Linked DNA regions of Sus scrofa: all the other regions are linked to region 1. The links are chromatin contacts, called in public promoter capture Hi-C maps. All regions are on one chromosome and are shown on one strand. The core of a region is the stretch at or near the end of the contact, and the rest is flanking DNA. Distances in the headings are between cores, read along the strand shown. Region 1 holds the start of FAM129B (niban-like protein 1). Region 2 holds the start of AK1 (adenylate kinase isoenzyme 1). Region 3 holds the start of ST6GALNAC4 (ST6 N-acetylgalactosaminide alpha-2,6-sialyltransferase 4).

Evidence for each region. Promoter capture Hi-C pulls out the DNA fragments that hold promoters and counts their contacts.
Region 2: a promoter capture Hi-C map of fetal liver shows a contact between it and region 1, with 2.5 times the contacts expected there. The contact joins the promoter of AK1 here to the promoter of FAM129B in region 1. A contact is called at or near these places in 1 of 5 promoter capture datasets (fetal liver) and 1 of 2 datasets of contacts at active chromatin or transcription factors (alveolar macrophages).
Region 3: a contact with region 1 is called in a promoter capture Hi-C map of fetal liver, with 2.7 times the contacts expected there. The contact joins the promoter of ST6GALNAC4 here to the promoter of FAM129B in region 1. A contact is called at or near these places in 2 of 5 promoter capture datasets (fetal liver and fetal skeletal muscle), 1 of 47 Hi-C or Micro-C datasets (embryonic fibroblasts) and 1 of 2 datasets of contacts at active chromatin or transcription factors (alveolar macrophages).

The regions. Positions count from the first base shown.
Region 1 is chr1:268,064,508-268,067,468 of Sscrofa11.1, reverse strand. FAM129B (niban-like protein 1) reads left to right here and starts at 1,447. Exons shown (of 14, transcript XM_021069245.1): 1 at 1,447-1,782. The coding sequence starts at 1,728.
Region 2 is chr1:268,363,782-268,366,999 of Sscrofa11.1, reverse strand. AK1 (adenylate kinase isoenzyme 1) reads left to right here and starts at 1,341. Exons shown (of 7, transcript XM_003122177.6): 1 at 1,341-1,454.
Region 3 is chr1:268,400,892-268,404,156 of Sscrofa11.1, reverse strand. ST6GALNAC4 (ST6 N-acetylgalactosaminide alpha-2,6-sialyltransferase 4) reads left to right here and starts at 1,708. Exons shown (of 6, transcript NM_213784.1): 1 at 1,708-1,876; 2 at 2,298-2,384. The coding sequence starts at 2,373.

The DNA of each region.
Region 1 (2,961 bases), core at 198-2,697:
CAGTAATCTCTGCTAGCATGACTTCAAAGACTGTGCCTCTGCCTGGGGTTTTCCCTGGAATGCTGTTCCTCTATATCTGCTGTCAAAATTCTGGTTTTTCCAACTTGTAGTTCTGGTACTACTCCTGTAATTTTCTTCAAAACAGAATGTTCTGTTCCTTCCTCAAGCTTCTCTATGCTCTTGAGGGCAGGGACCGTGATGAATAATAGAATGGTGCGTTCCGTCCATGGAGAGGACACATCCTGTGCCAGGTGCTGGGCTAAGTCCCTCTGTTATCTCATTTAATCCTCATGACAAAGCATCGTTATTTTCAGGTGACGGACGAGGAAACTGAGGTTCACAATAACGCCACTTGTCTTGGGTCACAGAGCAGGTAGGGCAGCTTGCATCCTCTCTTTGCATCCCTAGCATCTTGCAGAGGGCCTGGCAAGCAGGTGTTTATCATTGAAGGCATGGAGGGTGCCTGTATCACTTTCGTCAACTTCAAACCTACCTGCTGTGGCGTTGACAGGCCCAAAGCTCCTGTGCTTCAATGTTAATGTTTATTGCCATCGTTTTCTGCCTACGTCACAGCTACAGTAAGAGCCGTCCAATTACAGGGTGGGGCACACAGAGAAGGGGTGAGTAGTCACCCCCTGGGGTTTGCAAGCACAAACCGACTGACCCTGGGGAGGCAGTACAGGAGGTCTGAGCATCAGCAGCCAAGGACGGCCTCTGCCACCCCAGTCCATGATTTGGGGATCCCAAGGGTTACCCTGTCTTCCTGGGGGATTGGGAGGGTAGCGTTGAAACGCATTCCCCTGGTACCCACGACCCAATCAAGCCCAGCCCCGCAGGCTCTGTACTCAAAGTCCATGCTGGTCGGTGAGCTTGGAAGCTGAGTCTTTCACAAACCGTAAAGTGCTATTGTTTTTTCCATTGCCGACTTGCCCTGTCCCATATGCTAAGCTTGAGGAACGTCTGCCAGGCTCTGGGACCTCGGGTGCCTTTGGGGTGGAGCCCTCCCTGCCACCTCCCCTTTCCCTGTACTATTGTGCAAGACAGGCACACCTTCAAGGGCAGGTCGGATCAAGGCCAGGGAACTTCCTGAGAGCGGGCGGCGGCGGGCGAGGCTGGGGGCAGGGGAGCCCGGTGCGGGGAGCAGGGGCTGGAGCCCTGGCCCTAGGCGTCGCCTACCGGTCCTCTCCATTCTCCTCGGCCCGATCTCTTCCCGTGCGGGTGGGGGAGAGTGTGACACTCAGGCTGGACACCCCCAGGCGCCCCCGTTCTTTCAAATGCCCCCACCAGCCCCATCTCTTTCTGGGTTTCGGTTAGGGTTCAGCGTGTCTCGCTCTGCGTCACTCCTCGGGCTGCCTTTCTCCGACCTTCCCTTTGTCTCTGTCTTGCAGGCGGTCCCGGCATCCCCGGCCCCCTGCCCCGCCCGCTCGCCCGCCCGCCACCAAGGAGGGGGCGGGGCTCGGATCGGGGGGCGGGGCCTGGTGGGGCGGGGCGGGGCGCAGCGGGGCTGTTGAGCCGCTGGCTGGGGCGCGAGGCGGAGGCGGCCCGGGAACCGACGCTGCGGGAACGGACCTGCAGGAACCGGAGCGCGCGAGGAGTGGAGGCCGCAGTCACGGGCGGCGGGAGAGGCGGGAGCTGGGCGGGCCGGCTCCATGGCGCCAGCGGCGTCCGTCTGAGCAGCGCGGGTAGCGGCAGGCGGTGGCCGGATCCGGCCGCGGTTCTTCTTCACCATGGGGGACGTGCTGTCCACGCACCTGGACGACGCCCGGCGCCAGCACATCGCAGGTGAGTCTCGCGCCGCGCCGCGCACTTGGTGGGTCCGGCCGGGCGTCCTCGGCCACGCCCCCATCCCGGCCAGCCGGCTGGGGTCTCCTGGGAGTCTGGCTCCGGGCAGGGGCGGGAGTGACTGTTGTCCAAGCCTGTTTCTTCTACGTCTGAGCGCCCTTCCCCCTCCTGGGGGGGTCGCACACCTTCCCCACCCTTGGAGCTCATCAGATCCTCCAGTGCACTACCCGAATCAAGCGATGGAAGGGGTCGCAGCCCCCTTCACCTTGGGTATCCCTGCCCGGAAGCGGTCCAGGCCCACTTGGCCAGCGTGTCCTGACCTTCCCTAGCAGTCCCGGTCCTCCGCAGGCCCCGGCCCCAGCCCCGGTACACGTGGCCAAGGCTTCCAGGGGCTTGGCTCATCAAGGCCTGAGACTGAGCCTGGGGAGTGGGCCTGGGCGGGGTGGGTGGGACCCCCTGTCCTCTGGCTCCAGCCCAGTAGGGTGCTGCTTCTGCTGGCAGCTAGTTCAGGGGCTGGTCGAGGCCAGAGCCCAGCCTCCTCAGCCCTCTCCTTCAGCCACTCCTGCTCCCAGCCGGGCACAGAGGCCCCTTCTGAGAAGGGCAGCTGCCCCCTCCCCACTCCCAGGGACTGCAGCAGGGTCCTGGGTTCGTTCTCTCCCAATGCCCTGGGAAACGGAGAGAGAGGGTTTCACTCAGTTCTGGGTGAGGCCGCCTGGGTGGAACCTCAGCATGTTACCCAGCCATGGTAGCTTGGATAGGTCTCTTGATGTCCAGCCCCTGTTTCCTCCTCTTCAAACTGGGGTGAATCCCTTCCCTCCTGGTTAAAAGACTTAATTAAGTGAGCTAATAATTCACAGAGCTTGCTTAGCACAGGTCCTCCTTATTAAGAGACTTAGGTGAGCTAATTTGCAGGCCCTGGTGCACTGGCCCATGCAGGAATGGGGCCTGGCAGCCTCCGGAAAGAGGAGGCTTTCGTCTTTGCTAAATTTGCACTTCCCTGTCCGGTGGACTCAGAGCCCTGTGTCCACCTACTTATCATGATGTGTCCTGCAGTCCCGCAGAGTTTCAGCAGCTGTCTTCTGCCCACTCATACCCCTTGAGAACAGGAACCAGAGGTCCCTAAACACTGGGTTCCCACGCTGGCTAGGCACGAAGGAGGTGCTGGGGAAGGTTTATCCT
Region 2 (3,218 bases), core at 92-2,591, 300 kb before region 1:
CTGGAGCTGCTGCCTTCAATGTCTTGATGTGATCTAGTGGTCAGGTGCATGAATTTTTTTTTTTTTTTTTTTTTGGTTTTGTTTTTGGCGGTGCTTGCGGCATGCAGAAGTTCCCAGGCCAGACGTTCCATCAGATTCGAGCCACAGCAGTGACAACTCCGAGTCCTCAACCTCTAGGCCATCAGGGAACTCCAAGTGCATGAGTTCGGAAACTGCATGGTCCTAGGCTCTCATCTCTGTCCTGCTACATCACTGAACAGCTACTGCTATGTCCTGGTCTTGTGCAGAATGCTGGGTAAATACATCACCTTCTACCTGGGAACCTCAGGCAAGTTCTTTTACAGCTGTGACCCTCACTTTCCTTCTCGGCGTTTAATGACTAACAGACGTGGTCTGAGTCCAGTGCTCTGCCCAACATCTGGTGCCAGTGAGTCTCAGTAATTGGAGCTATTCTTTTCATCAGGATTATCATTCCCCCATCTGGGTACCCACAGCCTTTTCATGGGGGCAGGGCTGCTTTTTTTTTTTTTTTTTGCTTTTTAGGGCTGCACGGGTGGCATATGGAAGTTCCCAGGCTAGGGGTCAAATCAGAGCTACAGCTAAAGGCATAAGCCACAGCTACAGCAGTAAAGGATCCGAGTCTCATCTGTGACCTACACCCAAGCTCATGGCAACACCAGATCCTTATCCCACTGAGCAAGGCCAGGGATTGAACCTGCATCCTCATGGATACTAGTCGGATTTGTTTCCGCTGCACCACAACGGGAACTCCAGGGCTGGTTTTTATCATCTTCTACACAGTCACCATCTGGGAGATGGATATGTGGGCAATCTCTGGGGTCCTGAGGGGTTTCAGGCCCAGAGGATCGTTTGGGGCCCCTTTCAACAGAGAAGGAGGAGTTCCAGGTGGCTCTTGGCCCCAAAGCCTCTGGGCAGGATCTGAGGAGGGGCTGGGGGACTATCTGGCCAGCACAGTCCCCAGAATCCATGCCTCAGTCACCCTCTGTCTGGTTCTGGCCTCTCTCTGCCACCAACTTGCTGTGGGTGGGATTTTGTGCAAAGAGCCTCAGTCCTCCCCCCACCCCCAGCCACTGTCCCTGGTCCCGGCCCCCTGGAGTGATGTGGACACAGTGGAGGTAATGCAGGAATGAAAAACCCTCTGGAAAAACTGTGAAGGAGCCATGCGCCTGCAGGCACAGCCACCTGGGGGTGCATGGCAGGGGCACCGGTCTGGCCTCCCGCCAGGGCTCCGCTCTGGTCCAGCGCCCCCTCCCTTCCCGGCCCGCTCTCCCGCTCTCCCTCCCTCCGTACCCCCCTCCCTGGCAGCTCGGAACGCTGGCTCCCGGCATGCCGCGCGCTGCTGACAGCCTTATAAATAGTCGCCTTTGCAGGCGGCCCGGCAGGACGGGTAGGGCACGCACTGGCCCCGGAGCCCACTCGCACCCCTCCCCCAGGTCAGTGTGTGCCCGTGTGTGTGCCTGTGCACGTGAAGGGGGGCGCCCCTGCAGGGAGTGGGGGAGCCACACGCACCTGGGGAGGGGGGTCTGCGTGCTTGCGTGTGGCAAGGTATTCTTGGGGTTTGTGTGGCTGTGTGTTGGTATTCTTGGTTGTGATCTGAATGCATCTGCCTGCTTGTATTCTCCAGGCTCTGCTCTGGGTATTTGTGCCACACTGTGTGTGCCTTTGTGGATGGGGGTGTGTGTGTGTGTGTCCCAGCCGCCGTGACAGTCACCCCTTTGTCCCACTGGCACTCCCGGGGCTCCAGGTCCCTGCCCTTGGCACGGCCCAGCTCGGGCGGGCCCGGGGAGGGGGCGCTGTGGCTTGACTCCCTGCCCCAGGACCGGGGCGGGAGCAGACTAGGGGATAGGAGGAGCGATCCCGTCTTGTTTCGAGTGCTGGGGGCACGGAAGGCAAGCCCCCTCATGATTGTGCCTGCCCCTGCCTCCTGAAAGGTCAGGGGCTCTGTGGGAGCTCGGGGGCCCAGCCCACGGGGCCTTTCCTGAGTATTGCTCAGCTACCTACCTAGGACTCTTGAGCAGCAGCAGGACAGAGCCTGGGGGTACAGGCCCAGAGAGGGCATACCAGCTGCCCAAGGTCACACAGCTGAATGATAGAGTTGGGATTTGAACCCTAGCCAATCGCCAACCCCTGGGAAGGTGCTTTTGGTCAGGAGCTGGGAAACTTGGGTCTCGCTCTGGCCTTGCCCTGTGACTGAGGTTAAGTCACTGTCCCTCTGGGCCTCTGTTCCCCAGGCCCCTCAGCAGACCACCTAGTCATGCTAGGAGTTACCTTGGCCCTGACTTGGGGGCCTTATAAGGCCTGGGTGCTGAGCCCGTAACCTAACTCTGTCCCGGACCCCTGGCCTCTGTGTGGACTCCTCACAACCAAGTTATTTTGGGCCAAGAAATGGCAGGTGCCAGCAGGACAGAGGGGCTTAGGTTACCAGGAGCAGGTGGGGCAGGGTAGGTCGAGGCCACTCCTCAGGGTGTCTCTGCAGGCTGTCCCTGGCCTGGGGACCCTCTCCCTCCCCCACCAGCTATGGAGGGACATTGGCCGCTCTGACCCTTTCTTAAGCACACTCAGCAGGAAAGAGGCTATAACTCATACCCCACGGGTGGCAGGACGGTCAGCAAAGCTGCCGAAGGACCTAGGGGTTGCCAGGCCCAGGGCAACAGAAAATGCGGCCCCATGTATGACCCCAGCCAGGCCCTGGAGCAAGTCTCTCCTGCTCTCCAAGCCTTACTTCCTGGGAGTTCCCGTCGTGGTGCAGCAGGATCGAATTTGACTAGGAACCATGAGGTTGTCGGTTCGATCCCTGGCCTCACTCAGTGGGTTAAGGATCTGGCATTGCTGTGGCTGTGGTATAGGCTGGAGGCTACAGCTGCGATTCGACCTCTAGCCTGGGAACCTCCATGTGCTGCGGGTGTGGCCCTAAAAAGACAAAAAACAAAACAAAACAAAACAAAACCCCAAAAAACAAGCCTCACTTCCCTCCCAAGATGACTGTAAGGATGAAGCAAAGCTCCCAGCTTTTGCTCCACCAGGGCCAAGGCCAGTCTGGCGGGATTCAGGCCTGCAGGACAACAGAGAGGCCCAGAACAGTGAGGGTTGTGCAACGCTGGGAGATGGTCGGAGGAGGCACCTCCCAGCGTGAGAGTGGAGGGCAGAGTCCCGGAAGGCTTCCTGAAGGAGGTGACACCTGAACTGAGTCCTAAACA
Region 3 (3,265 bases), core at 459-2,958, 340 kb before region 1:
GGCAGCTGCAGCTCTGATTTAACCCCTAGCCTGGGAACCTCCATATGCCGAGGGTGTGGCCTGGAAAAGCAAAACAAATAAGTAAATCAAATACTGGCTCTGTTCTGTGTATTCCCCAGTCGTGGGATTCTCACCTGGTCTTACCACTGGGCCCTGCCACAAAACACAGGCGTTTGAGAAGTGAAAAGTAAGTGGTCAGAGCCCTGGCTCCAAAGTGAGACGGCCCAGGGTTTGGATCTTGGCTCTGCCATGTGTCCCCCCTGCACTGTCTCATTGGGATGTGTGCGCTATTATCATCCCCACTGCACAGAGGGGAGAAACTGACGCTCATGTTGATAGGGATGGGGTGAACACAGGTATTTTTAGAAATCCCAATAAAGGACCACGGATAATGAGGGAAACTTAGGGGAGATCGCTGTAAGTAAATCAATTGCTCACAAAAGCTATCGGAACAAGGCAGCTTTGCTGCATGAGTGGAGCCTTGAGAACGGCCTCAGGTCGTTGGGTGGGGGATGGGATGAGGCCTGCAGGCATATTCAGACCAAGGGCAAGAATTTGAAGACCACCCTTCTGCGGATTTGAATCCACACCTTACTAAGGAGGAGCTACTACTTCCAGAAAGGAAGAGGCGGGCTTTTCCAACCCCAACTCCCCTTGGATGATAAAAGCACCAGATCCTGGAGGCAGAGCTTCCATCTCTCCCAAGCGTCCTATCCTAATAAATCTATTTCTTGCCTATCACTTTGTCTCTGGCTGAGTTCTTTCAACCTTGAGGTTGAATTCCTTCTCAGCCTCAGTGAGTCCAGACACAGAATGAGGGATTCTAATTTAAAACCGTGGGTTTACATGAGGTTGCAGGTTCGACCCCTGCGCTTACTCAGTGGGTTGACGATCTGGCACTGCCGGTGAGCTGTGGTGTAGGTCGCAGACGCGGCTCGGATCCCGCGTTGCTGGGGCTCTGGCGTAGGCTGGCAGCTACAGCTCCGATTAGACCCCTACCTAGCCTGGGAACCTCCATATGCCGCAGGAGCGGCCTAAGAAATGTCAAAAAGACCAAAAAAAAAAAACCCCAAAACCTTGGGTTCAAGTCCCAGTCTAGGTTCAGGCTGGGTTCGAGTCCCCTGGTGCACGTGGGTTCAAGTCCCAACCTGTGTTCTGGCTAGGTTCAGGCCCTTAATACTGTCAGTTTCAAGGTGAAGGTCACGCCGTCAGAGGTGGTGCAGGTAAGGCTGCCAGAGAAAACACAGGGCGCCCAGTTACGGTGAGATTTCAGATTTTTTTCATATAATTATGGGCATTGGCTGTTTCTGAAATTCCAATATAAGTGAGCATCTTCTATCTTACCTCCTAAATCTGGCAACCCTACTATCTTGATACCCGGGGCCGCCTGACCCTAAAACCCCGCTTAACCCCCACCCTACCCTCGCCGGCTTCCGAAATGGAGAAGAAACTCCAGTCCGGTGGCCGGAGAACCGGGGCAGAGGTTCCGACACCCTCCAGGCTGTTTTTTCCCTCTGCGCCCCACCTACTCCCATCCCCCGTAGGAGGTTGGGCGAAGCGCGGGAGCGCGGAAGAGGGGAGATGCGGGAGGTCAGACTCCGCCCCCCGCGGCTGAGGCGGGGTCCCGGGTCCTGGCCGCCTCGGCGCCGCCGCGGCTCACGTCCCTCGCCCCGCCCCTAGCGCGCCTGTCTCCGCCCCGTCCCCGCAAGCCCCGCCCCGGCGGCGGTGCTGGTTCGGCTTCCAGCCTCCAGAAGCTGCCGCGCCGCGCCGCCTCCGCCCCGGGGCTCCGGCTTCCAGTCCGGCAGTCCGGCTCACGGGCCATGGAGCTCCGAGCAGCGGATCGGGAGCAGCCGGCCCGTCCCAAGCCGCCCTCCAGGTTCGCGCCCGGCCGGGGAGAGGGGCGGTGGAATCTGGGAGTGGGGTGGGAATCCCTCGTCCTGTCCCGCCCCAGGCCTCTCCGTTGGTGAAATAGGAACGATGCGATGGGAGTCGGGGCTCCAGGCTCCTGGTTCTCTCTGACCCAGACTCCGTGGGTGACCTTGAACCGAGGTCTCCCCGTGTCCGCCTCCTTCTCCATCTGCACGATGGCGCCTGGGTTGGCAGGGACTTCCCAAGGGTCACCGATTCTAGCTCCTTTAGGATGGGGACACTGCTTCCCCGTGTTTGGGGACTTTAAGGCATTTGATTCCCAGAAGCCATCTGCCTTGACTCTGGCCTGTACCCTCTCCTGCCTCAGTTTCTCTGGCCAGTTTCCTCAGAGGCCTGGGACCCAACTCTGAGGTTCTGGCTCTTGGCAGGTCCCCGGCTCCGGTCCCTTCCCGGCCTGATCCCTGGAGGCAGCAGCCACCAGCCTGCTGAGTAGCAGCGACAGCATGAAGCCTCCAGTAAGTGAAGGAAGGGGGAAGGCTCACAGGGGACTCAGAGGTGGCTTCTGGCACAGCAGCCTCAGAAGCCCCTCCCACCCCAGAACTGACTGTCCCTTCTGACTCCGCGGCTCAGAGGAGAAGGGCAGGCTGGCCTCAAAGTCCGTCCCTGATCAGGCAGGCTGTGTGGCCCAGGCAAGTGGCATTCTCTCTCTGATTTCAGTGCCTTGCTCCTCTTTGCTGTAAAATACAGATAATACACTGCCTCCTGTGAGTGTCCCCAAGGTCACCCAGGTGAGCATCTGCCTGGGAGGGGATATGTTGGGAAAGTTCAGTGTAGCTGCCCTTGACTTTACTCAGCAGCCCCTGGAGAAAGCCCTGGCTGTTGTGAGGAGTCAGCCACAGCTGCCTGAATCAAGGCCTCTGGGTCCCCTGTGGGCAGGGGACCAGGTGTCAGGCACAGCCTGGGGCCTCAGGGGCTGAACCCCCTTCCTCCATGCAGCTGGCCTGCAGATTTATTTTTAGAAACTGAAGTGGCTTGTGGGCAGAAAAGGGTGGGTCTCTGGCAGGAAGTGATGGGGGCTGCTTTTTTTACCTCTAATTTTCTCTCTTTTTCTTTTCTTCTTTTTTTTTTTTTTTTTTTTTTTTTTTTTGGCTTTTTAGGGCCTCACCCACGGCATATGGAAGTTCCCAGGTTAAGGGTCGTATTGGGGCTCCAGTGGCCGGCCTGTGCCACAGCCTCAGCAACTCAGATCCCAGCTGTGTCTGCGAACTCCACCACAGCTCACGGCAACGCTGGATCCTTAACCCACTAAGTGTGGCCAGGGATCGAACCCGCATCCTCATGGATACTAGCCAGAGTCATTTCCGCTCCACCACAACGGGAACTCCCTTGCCTCTAA